2 separate regions of the Sus scrofa genome follow, and region 1 is linked to region 2. A link is a contact called in public targeted proximity ligation data. All regions are on one chromosome and are shown on one strand. The core of a region is the stretch at or near the end of the contact, and the rest is flanking DNA. Distances in the headings are between cores, read along the strand shown. Region 1 has its middle 6.6 kb from the start of SLC25A24. Region 2 holds the start of FAM102B (protein FAM102B).

What was found.
Region 1: a contact with region 2 is called in a targeted proximity ligation map of alveolar macrophages. A contact is called at or near these places in 1 of 5 promoter capture datasets (fetal liver), 9 of 47 Hi-C or Micro-C datasets (embryonic fibroblasts, epiblast stem cells, fetal heart ventricle and 6 more) and 1 of 2 datasets of targeted methods (alveolar macrophages).

The regions. Positions count from the first base shown.
Region 1 is chr4:111,572,134-111,575,043 of Sscrofa11.1, reverse strand. No RefSeq gene overlaps it. Among named protein-coding and RNA genes, the nearest start is that of SLC25A24, 6.6 kb to the left of the region's middle.
Region 2 is chr4:111,465,912-111,468,725 of Sscrofa11.1, reverse strand. It overlaps FAM102B (protein FAM102B), which reads left to right and starts at 1,496. Exons shown (of 11, transcript XM_021090109.1): 1 at 1,496-1,718. The coding sequence starts at 1,579.

The sequences.
Region 1 (2,910 bases), core at 359-2,858, 110 kb before region 2:
GTTAACGAATCCGACTAGGAACCATGAGGTTGCGGGTTCGGTCCCTGCTCTTGCTCAGTGGGTTAAAGATCCGGCGTTGCCGTGAGCTGTGGTGTAGGTTGCAGACGCGGCTCGGATCCCGCGTTGCTGTGGCTCTGGCGTAGGCCGGTGGCTACAGCTCCAATTCAGCCCCTAGCCTGGGAACCTCCATATGCCGCGGGAGCGGCCCAAGAAATAGCAGCAACAACAACAACAACAAAAAAAGACAAAAAGACAAAAAAAAAAAAAAAAAAAAAAAATGTTTTAAGAAACTTAGTAAGCTCTAAGGAGATAGCATTTGGAGAGTCCAACTGCCAGAAACCCACTCTGAGCCAACTTATGCAAGAAGAGAAGGACTGAGGCTAGAACTCAGGTAAAACAAGTACATGAACTGAAACAGCCTCAAGATTCTGTGTCTTGTGTCTCTGCTCCCCTCTCTGCTCCTGCTTCTGCCTTCTCCCACGGTGCAGATCAGTTTTCTTCATAGTGTGGGAAGCATGGATGTAACATCGCCCAGTTTTCTATCTTCCAACTCAGGCACCAGAGACAGCTTTTGCAATGCTTTTCCTGGTACTAAGTTCTCCAAATCCTCACAGGCGACTCCTTGACTTAGGCTAGGTGACGTGCTCACCACTGGAGCAATTAAGAGTCCATGAGCCGAGGATTATGTCAATGCATTGCAGTTCCTAGTGAATCCAAATAAGAAAGAAGAGAAATGCATTTTCTAGAAAGGCTAGAGATGTACAAATAGGTTTTTCTTATAAAATCTAATTGACTCGGGTGTCAGTATATCAGATTATATGTAAGTTGACAAATACTCAAATGTCAGTTCTACTTCAAAACAAATCAGAAAAAAAAAATAAAGTATTTCTGAAACTGACTTACTTAAATCAATAGCAAATGGGGGAGTTCCCTTCATGGCTCAGTGATTAACAAACCAGACTAGGATCTATGAGGATTCTATCCCTGGGCTCCATCAGTAGGTTGGGGATCTGGTGTTGCTGTGAGCTGTGGTGTAGGCCAGCAGCTGTAGCTCCAATTCAACCCTAGCCTGGGAATTTCCATATGCTGTAGGTGCAGCCCTAAAAAGCCAAAAAAAAAAAAGCAAAATGGAATTTAATTGATAAAAAGTTAATAAGCAACTTTGCAGAAAGATAAATTTTATATATATAAAGTAATGCAGAATTAACAGACTGTTAAATAGAGGTTTAATTAATTAAGATACCAAGAGAGCATATGTTCTGTTACAAAATGAGATGCAAGGCCGTAAAGCAGAATATTCAAAGGAAGTAGCAGTAGAAAGTCAGTTTTGTGGCCCTTAAACCCTCACCCACACTGGGAGTAAAGGAGTTGGATTAGAAGAGGATTTTTAGAGAGAGCTACAGCTATGCTAAGTACCCCCTTTCACTCACCCCAGCTCCAGCCCAGGGGAAGGGTACCTGCCCCTCACCTGCAGCCCAGGGCAAGGAACAATGGTGAGCCGAAAAGCTTGACATACGTCTCCGGGTTTTGAGGAAACAGTGGACTGGTATCTGATTCATGCTTGAGAAATGTGCTAACCATTCTCACAATAAAGGGAAAGAGAGAGAAGCTGCTGCCTTAGGCAAGTTCCACTCACAGAGTTTGCTGAAACAGAGAATATGTGAATCTCTCTCCTGTACCAGCTGTGGGCTGTAAAAAGAGAGCCAAGTTGGAATGGTCTTAGATCCTGTCTAAAAGAGCTAAAGGGCTGTCTGGAGAGATAAACAAACTTCAGAAGGAAAGAAGAAAAAAAAAAAAAAAAGGTGGAGGCACCACCCAATGTCCAGAGACTGAAGAGGGAGACATATAAGCGACCAGCCAGAGAGAGTGCATGATATCCAACACGAAAACACAGGAGAGAGTTTCCGAGTAACTGGGTGGGTCTCCAAAGAACCCACAAAAGAGCTGATAAAGAAAGAGTTTCACAAGGCCTCAGAGCAGAGAACTCGATGCTGCTCACAACAATATTAGGTTAAGAACTGGCCCGCTGGTCTTTCTTTGCTCTCCTTTCTCTTCTACTGTGACTCTGATGGGGTTAGCAAGTTAGAGAAAATGAATCCTAGAAAAGGAAAAAAGAGGAGCGGCCAAGCCCCTTTCTCTTCTCTTACAGACCTTTCATCTGCAGCAGGCCTGAAATTTTAGCTTTGAATCAAGATTGAAGTTTTGATGACTACACTGAGCCAAATGTATTAAGTACTTCCTTGAAGAATTTTTTATTAACTGAAAGTGATAAGAAAGTTGTGGGACTTGACCTAAATTACATCTACAGCAAAGGAAGAACTAACCCAACAAAGTAACTCTGGGTGGGAAACAGTTACAAAAGCCTAGTAATTGTATCCCACAAGTTATGCTTATTTCCATTCTCAAGATACTTAGCTGCAGTATCACCTCACACCTGTTAGAAGGAGTATTATCAAAAAAGCAAGAATAACAAGTGCTGGTGAAGATGTGGGGAAAAGGGTACCCTCATGCACTATTAGTAGGAATGTAAATTAGCCACTACAGAAAACAGTATGGCAATTCCTCAAAAAAAATTAAGAATAGAACTACCATATGACCCAGTTATCCCATTTCTGGGTACTTATCCAAAGAATATAAAAACACTAATCCAAAAAGATATATGCACCCCTATGTTCATCACAGCATTATTTACAATAGCCAAGATATGCAAACAACCTGAATGCCTATCAATAGACAAACAGATAAAGAAGATGTGGTACATGTATGCGACAGAATACTGTTCAGCCATTAAAAAAGATGAACTCGTGACAATTGCAACAACATGGATATATTATGCAAGTGAAATAAGCCAGACAGACAAAGATAAATACCAAAAGATTTCACTCATATGTGGAACATTAAAAAAAAAAA
Region 2 (2,814 bases), core at 247-2,746:
TTTGGTCTTTTTAGGGCTGCTTCCATGCTAGGGGTGGACTAGGCTCTGTAGCTGCTGGCCTATGCCACAGACACAGCAACACCAGATCCCAGCCGCATCTGCGACCTCCACCACGGCTTACAGCAACGCAGGATCCTTAACCCACTGAGGAAGGCCAGGGATCAAACCTGTGTCCTCATTGATACTAGTCAGATTTGTTTCTGCTGAGTCACCCACCACAGGAACGCCTAGGTTTTGTTTTTTGATGACTGATTTAGGTATATTTTTCTCACTAGATCGTAAAATTATTGAGGTCAGACTTTTTGTGGTTTGTGTGTGTGTGTGTGTTTTAAATCAATCACCGGGTCTGGACAATAACTGACATTTTCGGTGATTAAACATATTTTTGTACGGATGAATGCATCCATCAATGAGTGAACTGGGAACGAGAATCTCTTCAGTTGCAGCCTTTCAAAGATTACTGCGAGGGAATCTTTCGGGTTATAACTCAGGCTGAAAATATGAATATTACGTAACCAAGTAGTAACATAACGTATAATGTAACAATGTGTAACGTACACATTCTTAAACATGCATCTAAGGAGACTTCTTATTTTTTTGGCTTTTCAGTTTTCCGTATGGACGGCCACATTTTAGAAGGGAAAGTATTATTTGAATGCCTTCTGTACTCTTTTATCCTGGCTGACAGGAATTAAAGTATAAACCGGAGAAAACGCCTGTAGCAGTACAGTGCCTGGGTTCTGCACACGTTCTAATCCCTTCCTCTTCCCTGCCTCCTCCTTGCTTTATATTAGAAGGCTCGTGAATTCAGAGTACCTAAAAGAAATCTGTGTTTTCGGATTTCGATCTGATGAAAACGACGTCGTGGAGATTCTGATTAACCCTATTAACCCGTGACTCTCAAACCCAAGAGGGAAAAAAAATATATCTCTGGAGGGGGAGGGGGAGAAGGGGGGAGAGGGAGAAAGGAGGCGGGGCAAAAACTGAAAGAAAGGCCGAGAGGAAGCTGTAGAAGGAAGTTCCTTTTCGGTCGGATTTGTCTTTTTTTAACCCCAGCGAGGCGTGACGCCCCAACTGCCGTCGCGGGTCCGTTTCCCGGCGAAGCGCCCGCCCGCCGCGAATTTCCTCGCCCGCCCTCCCGCTTCCGCCCGGCGGTGCACTGCTCGTCGCCGCCGCTAGGGGCGCCGCGGGCCCCGTAGCGCCAAGGCAGCGGCGGCGGCGGTTCTCCCAGCTTCACGTCTCCTCCTCCCAGACGGGCGGCGGCGGCGGCGAGTTGCACACCGAGAGGGCGCCCACCGCTCAGGCGAGCTGCAGCACGACCGCTCCCCGCGGGCGGGCGGGGTCCGCGCCGCGGCCGCCGCCGCCGCCGCCGCGCTCCGGCCCCGGCTGCCGCGAGAGGAGGCGGCGGCCCCGGCCCCGGCCGGCCCGCGGCGCCCCCCAGCCGCGCCCCCGCGCGCAGCTCGCGGCCCCGGCCATGGGGCTGGGCGGGCCCGGGGCTCGGCCGAGTTGAAGCGGCGGCGCCGGCCCGCGCGCCCCTTGGGGCCACCCCCGCACCCCGCTCGCCGGCGTCTGGCTCTCATGATGATGAAGAAGAAGAAGTTTAAGTTTAAGGTGGACTTCGGGCTCGAGGAGCTCTCCTCGGTGCCCTTCGTCAACGGGGTCCTCTTCTGCAAGATGCGGCTGCTGGACGGCGGCAGCTTCACCGCCGAGTCCCCCAGGTAACACGCCCGCCCGCCGCCCGCGATCCCCGTTCAGCTGCGCCCTCGCCTGCCCAGCAGGGGCTTGTAGGCTGGGCAGCATCTCTTTCCGTGGCTCCTAAGCTCCAGGAGGGCGGCCAGCCTCGTGAGCTCTTCTTTCTCTAGGGATCAGTCTGAGATCGGTCGGCAGTCTATCGATCTGCTAAAGTGCTTCGCAAGTGGGTTCTTCTCGGCTGGAGTTGCCACCTGCGCTCCTGATTCCAGATGGTTCCTGGTATTTGCACTTCCCTCCTAAATTCTCTAGGAATGGGAACGATGGTCAGAAGGGCGAGGATGCTTGTGGTTTCTCTTCAGACCTTTCTATATTTGTGAGATGCAGAGTGGAACTTGAGCTGCTGTTAAAACAAAAATAACCCAAACAGCTCGAGTTCCAGGAGCGCCCGCTCTCAACAGAAGCCGGTGCCTCAGCCTTTCCCCTTCTCCTTGTTGGTTACTGGAGGGCTCGGGAGCCCAGGATGCGACTAGGGTAGGCCTGATCAGGCTTGACTTGAGTCAAGTGTTCCCTGGCAGACAGCAGTCTGTGCCTCATCTCAGAGCTGCGTGTCCAGTTACGCCCTAACACTCTCTGAATAACCCTTCTCGCAGTGGCCGCCAGTGGCTCTCAGCGTGGAGGACTTAGAACCAGAAGAACCCAAGCCCGCCCCTCTTTTTGAAGTGAGCCCCTAGGCGCTCACAGGGAGGGTCGTTGGTAGGTTATAGAGTGAAGTCAGGAGGGGTGGCATTCCTTGAGTCTTTTTAGGGCCATTTGTAGGTTGACAGATCTACCCGAGGGTAAGTGTTCCTTAAGAAAAGAGTGAATTTGTAGAATTTTTTAAAATGAACTTTTAAATTCTTGCGATCAAGGAATAAGACTCAGAGCTAATGTTTATTTTGCCTCCATATTCTGCTCACGGGCTTTATTTTTACCCTAATAAGTATTCTGCTTTCCTTTTACCTGTCATTCCCTATTAATAATGTAAAGGAAGAATAATGTCCGTGGGTTGTGGAATTGGGACCAGAAAATTGTCTATGGTGGCAATATTGAAGCCTATGGAAGCCAGAGAATGTTAATATCTAG